2 separate regions of the Triticum aestivum genome follow, and region 2 is linked to region 1. The links are chromatin contacts, called in public Hi-C maps. All regions are on one chromosome and are shown on one strand. The core of a region is the stretch at or near the end of the contact, and the rest is flanking DNA. Distances in the headings are between cores, read along the strand shown. Region 1 holds the start of LOC123136736. Region 2 holds the start of LOC123136737 (protein ABHD18).

Region 1 (5,953 bases), core at 1,367-3,866:
TGGAATGGCTTCTGATCCAGGATCTTAAACCTATTCTTCAGAGCTCCAAATGCCCACTCAACAGTTACTCTAAGCCTAGAGTGTCTGAGATTAAACAGCTCATGTGCAGTCCTAGGATAGTTCCTACCAGAGAACTCATTGAGATGGTACCTGGTTTTCCTGAAGGGTGGAAGAATACTCGACCGATATACATAGCCAGCATCTTCAAGGTAGAACTTGTCGTCAGGGATGTTGATCACATCAGGTCGACTCATGTTGTCACTGAGAATGTAGCATCATGCGCTGACCCCTCCCAGCCAGCCAGCACATATGTGAACTTCAGATCAAAGTCAACAGCAGCAAGCACATTCTGGCTTGTGTAGTGCTTCCTCCCCCTGTATGCTGCAGACTGTGACCTAGGAACTCTGGCAGTGACATGAGTACCATCTATTGCCCCAATGCAATCCTGAAAATGGTATCACAAGCCTGTGTTGGTGCTCAACTTGAACAATCTCCTACAAGCATATCAAGTCATGAAAAGTGTATATTGTCAATGCTCACCTTAAAGTATGGATACCATCTTGGGCTTCTGCGAATCTTGGGTGGAGTCTGGCCAGATGGTCTCTTGATCATCTCTCCTCTCCCCAATAGCAAAAAACACCTTTTTGAAGTACCTAGAGATGGTCTCCATTGATCTCTTGAACGTGTTGTGAATTACCATGAACCTCTGGTTATGGCTAACAACATGGAGAAACATGGCCACTTCCTCTTCCACACTGGTGTTGATGTTATCTTGTAGCAGCCCCCTGCTCCTGAAGGTCTCGACAAGCCTGGCAAATTGTGCTCTTTTCATTTGAAGCATCCACAGAGCCTCGACGTTATTGCAGTTGTAGATGTAGTTCAGATTTTGGATCCTCTCATGTTCCCGGATAAACAATGGACCATAGCGGATCAAAGGTCTCCTAGCACGACAGACAACTCTCTGGTGCATGAACATGACCCATGCCTGAATCACACTAATCAGTGTTGCTGCCTGAATTATCAGCCTCATCCATGCGTCCATAACCTAGACGATATCGACAATTCGTCCAGTGCGTAATCGATCCTACACCTAGCCTAACGGCCTAACCACCGACCTAACAAAGGGGGGAGGGGGTGCTGCTTACCGGCATCGGAGACGAGGACGTCTTAGGGGGGGCCATGGCACAGACAAGGTCGACTAGACGGTGGCCAACAGCAAGGGGAGTACCAGATCCGCCGCAAACTCCGCCGCCTCTTCCGCCGCCGCCGCCCCCTCTAGCGCAGATCTGAAATCGCAGCGGCCGACGGCGGTGAGGCAGTAGGGAAGAAAGGGGGGTAGTGCCTATGGGTGAGCGAGTGAAAGGGGGTGAGGCCAGATTTCCATCTCGCGCCATCCCCTCTCGCCCTCGCCTCGCACGCGCCCATGCGACCTCGCGCCGCACTCAGCCTGACTCGCGAGAAACTGTCGATCCAAGCGTTTCCAGCGAGCCAGGCTGTGGGCTGCTTTGAGAAGCGTGCGATGCAGGGCCAACAGTGAAACCAGGCAAGCAAACATGCCTCTTCCTTCCCGCGCGGGCCTGGTTGGGCTCGATGCGGGCAACCAAACACGCCCTAGGAGAGACACTGGCTTGATTGCTGATAGCATGTGGCGGACCCCCTACCTGAGGTCTGCCGGCTTTTGTACCGACACTCGTGTTGCACAAACACTAGGAGAGACACTAACTTGATTGCTGATAGCATGTGGCGGATCATGACAACATGTGGTATCTTGCACAACATGATCATCGAGGACGAGAGGGATGACCCGGAAAACTTACGGTTCCTCTACAATGGTGTCATGGTGGAGTCAAAACGTCGCCGAAATAGTACCCATGCATTCCTTTAAGCTCACCGAAGGATCAAAAAGCTCACAAGCAACTTTAAGAAGATCTTGTTGAGCACCGTTGGCACTTCATAGCACTTGATTCTAGTGTTTTTACCATGTTTTAGTTGGATTGTTAGTTCATTTGGACCGCATGTTGTGTTTCAATCTCAATGGTTAAGTTTAAAAACCTTAAATTTTGATATGTACTTGAAGTGTGTGTACTTGAATTCTCAAGTTTTGAATTAACATGGTTGTGGCAATATATGTTGAGACGAAGCCTGTGTGCAAAAATGGGAATTGAAGGGTGGGATAGGACGGGTAATTGAATTACGGGGATGGGCTAGAAATGCCCTTAGGTCTATTCCGAACCTAAGTTTGGTTCATGCCTGCTGAGTTGGAAATTCGAGAACAGAAATCGCGGTGCGGATGCCGTCCCGGCTGTATCGTGTGTCGATCGATCCTAAGCGCAACCACCATACTGGCTAGTTCCGGCGAGCTGAGGTCACAACAAAGATGCTCATCCAATATGGTAAACGGCAGTTGCAGTGGAGTGTTCCTCCTTCCGTGTGCTGGAGCCACTCTGGTCTGGGCTCAGTCTGGAAATCCAAGAACAGAAATAGATGATGATTCCTGGCGCGGCGTGCGTCCGTCCGTCCGTCCGTCTTGTACCGCCATCGATCCGCGACGCTGCTGAGGTACACATGGACGCGCCAACGGCCGCCGTTGCTGATCCAGACGCTGAGGTACTGGCTAGTACTAGATCACATCGTTTTCCAACGAACGCTCCGACGTGTAAGCAAGCGACGCTGCCGTCCCGTCCGTCACCCGGTCCATTCCCGTCCATGGTTGCGGCCCTTTGGGTGCAAGACTGCCTCCCCTCGACGCGCGTTTCTTGCGTCTCCTCCCCGCCGATCCGTCCCCGCGCACGCACCGCAGCAAACCAAAAAAGAGCCGCGATTTTTCCCAAAGAAGAATCCCCCTTCCTGTTCTTCGCCGACCGAGATCGCCACCCGCCCACCTTCTGTGGTCGCACCGGTCGCCATCCTCTCCGAGCTCTCGGAGTGCGTTGTCGCCGTCGCGTCGCTTGCGAGCCTGTTGCTTCACCCTCTCGCCTTGCTCCGGCTATAATTGAAGGTCTGGGGATTCTTGGAGGCTCTCCTTGCCCTATATTATGCGCCGGGCGGTGGCAGTCGAGCGTTGACGGCTAAGAAGTGACTGGTGAGTGAATTCTTAGGGGGGGACGGGAATGGCGCGAGGCGTGGCGGCAGCGGTGGCGGCGTTGGGGGTCGTGGCGGTGCTCTTGACCGCCGCCGCGGCGAAGGTCTGCACGAACACGTTCCCGTCGTCGGATTCGGTGGCGACCCACGCGGAGCGCGCGGCGGGGCAGCTGCGGCTGCCTGCCGGCCCCGCCGCCCGTGGCCACGGGCACGGGCACGACCACGAGCAGCACCTCACCCCGACCGACGAGTCCGCCTGGATGGAGCTCATGCCGCGGAGGCTCCTAGGCGGCGGCGGCGGCAGCACCCCGCCGCGCGAGGCGTTCGACTGGCTGATGCTCTATCGCAAGCTCCGGGGCGGCGGCGCCGCCGCCGTGGACGGCCCCGCGGGTCCGTTCCTCTCGGAGGCGTCGCTGCACGACGTGCGGCTCCAGCCGGGGACCGTGTACTGGCAGGCCCAGCAGACCAACCTGGAGTACCTGCTCCTCCTGGACGCCGACCGCCTCGTCTGGAGCTTCCGCACGCAGGCCGGCCTGACGGCGACCGGCACGCCCTACGGCGGGTGGGAGGGGCCCAACGTCGAGCTCCGGGGACACTTCGTCGGTGCGCCGCCGCCACAATCTTTCCCTGCTCATTCGCACATGCCAGTCGCTCATCTCAACTGAACTTCTTTTGGCCTGACGCTGTTCTTTGCATTGCAGGGCACTACCTGAGCGCCACGGCCAAGATGTGGGCGAGTACGCACAATGACACCCTCCGTGCCAAGATGTCGTCCGTCGTCGACGTGCTATACGACTGCCAGAAGAAGATGGGCACAGGGTACCTGTCGGCCTTCCCGTCGGAGTTCTTCGACCGCGCTGAGGCCCTCACTACTGTTTGGGCTCCTTACTACACAATTCACAAGGTATACAAAATGTTTTAGTCTCTACTCCTTCAACATGTAAATCATTGTGTTGAGTTGTGATCTGGATTCTGTGATCCGTATCCCGTGTTCTGTACTTCTATTCTGTGTGATTCTCTAATGCATTGTCTTGCTGCGTCTGCAATTTTTTTGGTTTGTAGATTATGCAAGGGCTTCTTGATCAGTATACAGTGGCTGGAAACTCCAAGGCCCTTGAGATGGTTGTGGAGATGGCTAACTACTTCAGTGACCGGGTGAAGAATGTCATTCAGAAATACAGCATCGAGAGGCACTGGGCATCGCTCAATGAGGAGACTGGGGGCATGAATGACGTGCTATACCAGCTCTACACAATAACGGTGATTCACTGATTATGTGTAGTTTGTCATCTGCTTTACTATTTTAAAAGTATGTTTTGAATGGAGTTCAGAGTTGCTTATTTCTCTAACTTGGACAGGATGATCTGAAGCATTTGACTCTGGCCCACCTCTTTGACAAACCGTGCTTTCTCGGTCTGCTTGCAGTCCAGGTCTGCTCCCTTGATTCCCTAGCCCTGACTCCTCTGATAATTCAGCATCATCAAGTAATGAATGATAGTAGTTCATCATAATCCAGTGAATTGAAACCTCTTGTCTGGTTTACACCTCTTACCATCTCTATTTTACATCATAAATTACTATGTCATATATTTGTGAGTTTGTGTTCAGTTTAATGTATTGGTGTGTATATACCAACAACAACAACAAAGCCTTTAGTCCCAAACAAGTTGGGGCAGGCTAGAGGTGAAACCCATAAGATCTCGCGACCAACTCATGGCTCTGGCACATGGATAGCAAGCTTCCACGCACCCCTGTCCATAGCTAGTTCTTTGGTGATACTCCAATCCTTCAGGTCTCTCTTAACGGACTCCTCCCATGTCAAATTCGGTCTACCCCAACCTCTCTTGACATTCTCCGCACGCTTTAGCCGTCCGCTATGCACTGGACCGGTGTATATATACCAAATACAATGTAAATTATGTCACTCTTACAATTAAATGTGCATTGTAATATGTACAATTTAGTAAACTCACAGCTTTACAATGCGTACGTATAAGAACAGCATTCCTATTGCAGGAGTTCTTTGGGAGTAATTCTTTATGGTGTTTCGTTTTCAGGCTGACAGTATTTCAGGCTTCCATTCCAATACGCACATTCCAGTTGTCGTTGGTGCGCAAATGAGATATGAAGTTACCGGCGATGTTATTTACAAGGTACAAATCATGCTTTCTGAAGAGTAGAACTACTCATTAATGGGGAAAATTATATCCGGGGATATGGGTGTAAGTGTATAAAGTTAGCAGTTCAGATTACCATATTGGCTACTCTTTCAAAAAGGAAACAATGTCATTATTTCGCTTTTAATGTAGGCTCTTCAGCAATATTGGTAAACGTCCAAAGATATTTGATAGTTGGTATAGCTTTGTCTGGGGCAAAGAAGATATTTAGTGCAAAAACTGTGTTCTCTTGGTACCATTTCTTGGTGCGGAGAAAGGAATGCTAAACTAGGGTGCTCATTTTGTGGAAGTTATGCTGCTTTGCTTACTTCAGTTTTTCTTCTGTCCTCCTCATGCCAAAGATTGTGATTTGTATTTTACTGAAGTTGTGCCGCTTCCTTCTTTTCTCATTTTGACTCCATTCAAGTGAAGCTGCGTCAAAGCTGACCGTAATCCTAATTCCTGAAACAGCAAATTGCAACATCCTTTATGGACATGATAAATTCTTCTCATAGCTACGCAACTGGTGGGACATCTGCCGGCGAATTCTGGTTAACATATATAAAACTCTGGATGCCTAATATCAATAATGAATGGCCATAGTTACCTTCCAGGTAGAAGCTTATACCATTAATCTCTTTTCAGGTCTGATCCAAAGCGTTTAGCTGCGACTCTGAGTGCTGAAAACGCGGAATCTTGCACTACCTACAATATGC
Region 2 (5,953 bases), core at 1,825-4,324, 360 kb before region 1:
ACAGAGCACAGATTACAGAATCAAGCTAATGAACAGAGGTGTGGATGATCACTGAATGTATCAGCTCGGATAACCCTCATGCTACAACAAAACTGATGCAGAAAACATATATATTATCACTTTTTAGGCGCTGTAAATAATGCAAGCTGATTGTGAGATGGTACTCTGTAAGAAATCTACCTAGCAGGTTGAAAGAAGATGACCCAGGTGGCGTTATATATATATATATATATATATATATATATATATATATATATATATATATATAATATGGTACAAAACAGGTGAGTGGCACTAACCGTCGCACCAACAAAAATGACAGCCTGTGGATTCTTTGGTAGGGGAAATCGAGTGACGTCCGTCAGAGACAGCACTGACCGTAATCTGTCTTTTACTTGCTCAATGGTGATTCCGGATGCCGCATCTTCGGTCAAAGAAGTTGCATCTTTAGCTAATGCTGCTGCATCTTCTCTCAGAGCTTCCCAAGCTGTGGCATGTCTGTAAAGTCCTTCACAGAAAGGTACCACAGCAGAATGTGGAGCAAGAAATGGTAGTGTGGCAATTGGCGTAGGATGCAAGGATCCAACCATTGCAGCATGTACACCGCCTGTTATTAACAAATAATGCTTATGAAAACAACTGGCAAAATATTTCATAAATAAGGAATTCCTATATGGTCTCAGAATAAAGTTCTTGAAATAAACACAATACTAATATTTTCATATGACATTTTTTCTAATGAAACTAAGACAAAATAATGGAGACAAGCAAGGACTCCTTTTTTAATGAGAGAAGTACATACCCATGCTGAGCCCACATATGCCCATCTTGCCATAACCAGCCTCAGCCTGCAACCAGTATAAGAGGCTGCGAGCTTCATCAATAGTGGCTTTTCCTAAGAGTAGCAAGTCACTCACACATTGAAGCTTGGCCCCATGCTGCATGCTAGGACGTCGTTGTCCATAATAGGGGCTGCATTTCATTTGAGATATCAGTTCTTGCCAGGAAGATTGAGAATCGACAAAAATGCAAGGTACCCCTATTGTACAAACCTCACCTCTCAAGAACCATGGTTGCAATATTGTCCTTCAAAAGAGGTGCACCAAGCCGGAGCCTTCTCTCAAATGAGTGATCACCGGTGCCTAAAATATTGAAGAAAGTCTTAACTCGATTCACTAAATGTGGGTCCCTGGTTAAAAGGGGGGAGAACTGGAGATCATCTCAGGTAATAAGAAAACAATCGTAGTGAGAACTTTCAAGAAAAACATAGCATCAACACAATCATGCTTGTTAGTGGAAAACACGTTACATTATGAAACCAGAAATTCTAAAACTCTCACCATTTTATTCAAATAGTAGATGGAAAGTTGAATTGCTGCATTTTAGAAGCCTACTGATTCTGGTCTGAAATGAGGCGACAAAGCTAAATGAATCAACACGCAAAGCTCTCACGTTTTCCGGATATTTTTTTTTTACAAAGCTAAATGTCACCAAACTACATAGGCATAAAATACCATTGATCCGTTCAACCAGTAATATCTAAATGTCAAAGGCCTATAGGAATATATACACCGGTTTATAGATCCCGCCAAACATTAATTCAAAGATGAAGAAGATTTATCTAACTAGATGATAATGGCACACCATGATAGAGTAAGATCGAGTTACAAAGTTTGTACCTGCCAGATGGACCACGCAAGCCATCTTCTCTGGTGAGACATCCTTGGGTGTAAGAAAAGCGACTCTTGCATTGTGGCTCTCAGGAGGCAATGCATCAATGAGTCTCTCATCACATGTTGTCCGGAAAACACCCTCTCGAAGACAAGAGTTCTTTGTCTCCCAAACTGTTTTCCATTTAGGCTGCACAGCAGTTGGTGGCCAGTTCTGGCAAGGTGCTTCGGGGAAAAGCTGCTTCACCATCCTCTCTAACAAATCAAGTTTGGTACCTCCCCATCCCTTTGAGAAAAATGGTGTTCCTAATTTCGTGCGATGAAGGAGAGTTCCATATATATGGTCCAATACATAATGTACTAACCCAACATTCACTGATACCATATTCAAGAATGTCTGATTAAAGTTGATTACTCAGACTTTACCACAAATTACAACCACAAACACTGGCAAATGCCTGCACCAACAAAATTCAAAAAATTGTCCACGTCAGCATATTCCGAGAAGTACGACATAACAGGAACTTAACAATTAAAGCAGGAGAATGGTTTCCAGCATTAACTGAAAGCAAGAATAAAATGAAGCAAGACCACTAGTTTAAATTTTTGGATACAATGCATAGCCCACTAGAAACACAACTATGGAAGGAATCCCCCAGAGCAATGCAGCATCATGCCATTAGACATTGAGATTCAAGGACCACAACCACATTACACAAACCCAAATCAACTAAAAGCAGCATGTCCGCCAAAGGAACGGACCTAATCGAGGCAGATCTGTAAGATAATTACTCGAGGCCTTCGACAGGGCAGACACCTGACAACGCCCAATGCAGGCAAATCCAGGCGCGCTCTACGGCGTCACATCTAATAAGTATCCAAGCCAGGAATCCAGCTGGCTGTCAACGCCGCAATGCCCGAACCGACCAGGCAGACGCCGAGTCTCTTAAGAAGCACGACGGGCGGTTCGGACAGCGCACCTGCCTAATCCGTGGCGGACGGGAGCCAGCGACGACGGCGGCGGGACGCCAAGAGACCACGGGAGGGCCGCTCGTGCGCGGGAGGGATCGGCACAATCCGGACCGAGATCCACGGGAGGGGGAGAGAGAGAGAGAGAGGTGGAGGCCGCGAGAGAAGCGGTCGCGAGGAAGGGGGGCAGATGGAGGAGGAGGAGGAGGCGAGGCCCGCGCGCGGTGACGCGCCGTGAATTACCTCGTTGGATCCGCGGCGCCGCGGGGAAGGCGGCGCGGGGATCGCTGGCGTGGGGATTCTCGCCGGGTGTGGGTTGTGGGACGGAGGCCGGAGATTTGGAACGAGTTCTTTTTGGTTGCGTTGTCGGGCGCGCGCGAGCGGGGAGAAAGGTATCGTACACGGTGGGCGACGGCCGCGGGGACCCGCACGCGGTTTTGGATCAGGACATCGAGGCGGATAAGGTACGCGGAGCGGATGATGTGCGCATACAACACGAGTTCTTGTTTTTTTCTTTGAGTAAAATTCATTAGCGGTACTTCAACTTGCGCCCGCCGTCATTTTGATCACTGTACACAGAAACTCACGCAATATGATCACTGTGTACGATGTGACGTGAAAATATGGTTACTGTGCACCATAGACTGCTCGTACGCCGCATATTTGACCATTCCACGAGCTCCACGTAGGTGGGCAGAGGATTTATGTTATTGCGGGAGGGCGTATTTGCAAAAAAAAAAAACGGCCAGCTATAATCCCCAATTCTCCCCCTTCAAATCCTTATTCGCCGCACGCCCCATCCTGTCATCGACGTCGCGTGCCCATCGTCCTCGCCCCCGACGACGACTTCACCATGTCTTCCGCTAGTTCTGTTCGGTCAGGTCTCCGCGGCCGGACAGCGGTGGTGCCGCTCATCCCATGTCCTCATCGCCCGTTGTCGGTGTCAAAACCGGCGGATCTCGGGTAGGGGGTCCCGAACTGTGCGTCTAGGCGGATGGTAACAGGAGACAAGGGACACGATGTTGTTACCCAGGTTCGGGCCCTCTCGATGGAGGTAAAACCCTACTCCTGCTTGATTGATATTGATGATATGGGTAGTACAAGAGTGGATCTACCACGAGATCAAGGAGGCTAAACCCTAGAAGCTAGCCTATGGTATGATTGTTGTAATGGTTGTTTGTCCTACGGACTAAAACCCTCCGGTTTATATAGACACCGGAGAGGGCTAGGGTTACACAGAGTCGGTTACAATGGTAGGAGATCTACATATCCGTATCGTCAAGCTTGCCTTCCACACCAAGGAAAGTTCCATCCGGACACGGGACGAAGTCTTCAATCTTGTATCTTCATAGTCTTGGAGTCCGGCCGATGATGATAGTCCGGCTATCCGGACACCCCCTAGTCCAGGACTCCCTCAGTAGCCACTAAACCAGGCTTCAATGACGATGAGTCCGGCGCGCATATTGTTCGGCATTGCAAGGCGGGTTCCTCCTCCGAATAATTTATAGAAGATTGCGAACACCAGGATAGTGTCCGGCTCTGCAAAATAGATTCCACATTCCACCGTAGAGAGAATAATATGTACACAAGTTCAATCTACTGACGTATTTTGTGGCATGACGTCACACCACCACCAAGCCTTTACTTGAATCGTTTTTTATTATACCACCTCAGCGCGTTTAGCGAAGCGGTTTCCTTGGCACATCTTGTCGAAGCAGAGATCGTGTTCCCCTTATTCCGGGATTCCCATCAATACGGACGTGGGTAACCCAACCGTGCTCGTTGCCACGCCTCCTCTATCGAAGGTGAGTCCCAAACGGTCACGGGGACGGCTCTTGGTATTCTCCCTCTTTATAATGAGACCAAGGCTCGTTTCTTTTCTTCAATCCTCAATCGAATCTACCCCTCGCCCCGAGTTCCAACACCCAGAGCCCTAGATTCGAGCGCTTCGGACCTTCAACAATGTCCGGCTCCGACCTTTAGGGCCGGTGGATGCCCTCCTCCGTCACGGAGGAGGACGTGCTAAAGCTGCGAGAAGCCAGGTACCTGACCTGCGAGATTTCGCATAGGTTGCCCGCCAAAGGGCAAGTAATTCCTACTCCCGAGCCCGGCGAGAGCGTCGTGTTCGTGTCCCACCTCCGTCGGGGTTTAGACTTCCCGACGGATCCTTTTGTGAGAGGGCTCATGTTTTACTATGGGCTGGAATTCCATGACCTGACTCCGGAGTCTATCCTCCACATCTCATCATTCATCGTCGTCTGCGAAGCCTTCCTCCGCACTACTCCCCACTTCGGTTTGTGGCTCAAGACCTTCAACGTGGAGCCGAAGATGATCGATGGGCGTCAAGCTGAGTGCGGCGGGGCGGTTGTAAGGAGAAGGGCCGATGCTCCATGGCCCAAGGGCTCCTTCCAGGAGGAGCTCGGCTTGTGGCAACAGGAGTGGTTCTATATTACCGCTCCTAGGGGCAGCAAGCAGAAGCTGATGCCCATCTTTCGCTCGGGCCCTCCACAGCGACTGATGTCGTGGGTCAACCAAGGGCTCAACTGGGGGCCGTCAAAGGATGTACCCCTATTGCAGGGCCGGATTCGAGACCTCCAAAAGAGGGAGATCAATCTGGTCATGGTGATGCAGGTTATGCTGATTCGGCGTCTTCTGCCCTGCAAGCGTCGCCCCCTCCGCCTATGGGAATTCAATCTAGAGGGGCCATGAGCTCTCCAACACTTCATGGGTACAACACCCGTGGAGATGTATAAATTGTTCTTCGGATCACAAGATATGTGTCCGGAATTGACCGAGGATTCCGGCCTAAGCTGCAATCACGCCCGGATGCTCAGGTAAGTGGCCCTTCGTCCGGACACACCGTTTGTTTGCGCCTTCTTGAATTTGCCTTTTAACCCATCGTCTCTTGAATAGGAGTGGATAGCGCAAGCGAAACTGATACGGTGTCCGGCCCCCCTCCCGGAGACCGCGCCGGATCCCGTGCTGGTCAGAATGCTGAAGGTTGTGCCTTCAGAGGAAGGCGAAGGGGAGAACAGGGACACTACCGCCTCTACCAAGGAGGCTTTTGAGAAAGGGGGAATCGAGAATCCCTCCTTCCAAGGGGAGAAGAGGACTGCTTCCGAAAACCCGGAGGCCAAGGCCTCGAAGCGGGGGAAGAGATCTTCACCAGAGGGTCCTGCGTCCGGGGAGGCCCCGGCCGCATTATCTCCCCTAAGGAATCAGCCCTCCAGCGAGCCGTAAGTAGAAAAAAGGGGGGTTCTGTAATAAGAGACATCCCTATTTTTGCTTCTGAGGATAACTGAAGTTTTTACCTT

What was found. A called contact is a pair of places that touch in the nucleus more often than the background predicts.
Region 2: a Hi-C map of leaf shows a contact between it and region 1, with 5 times the contacts expected there. The contact joins the promoter of LOC123136737 here to the promoter of LOC123136736 in region 1. A contact is called at or near these places in 2 of 5 Hi-C or Micro-C datasets (both in leaf).

The regions. Positions count from the first base shown.
Region 1 is chr6B:233,360,469-233,366,421 of IWGSC CS RefSeq v2.1, reverse strand. LOC123136736 reads left to right here and starts at 2,616. Exons shown (of 12, transcript XM_044556219.1): 1 at 2,616-3,684; 2 at 3,783-3,985; 3 at 4,144-4,341; 4 at 4,440-4,511; 5 at 5,139-5,234; 6 at 5,709-5,788; 7 at 5,883-5,953. The coding sequence starts at 3,111.
Region 2 is chr6B:233,720,979-233,726,931 of IWGSC CS RefSeq v2.1, reverse strand. LOC123136737 (protein ABHD18) reads right to left here and starts at 3,074. Exons shown (of 6, transcript XM_044556224.1): 1 at 2,883-3,074; 2 at 1,680-2,128; 3 at 1,058-1,142; 4 at 803-972; 5 at 379-607. The coding sequence starts at 2,055.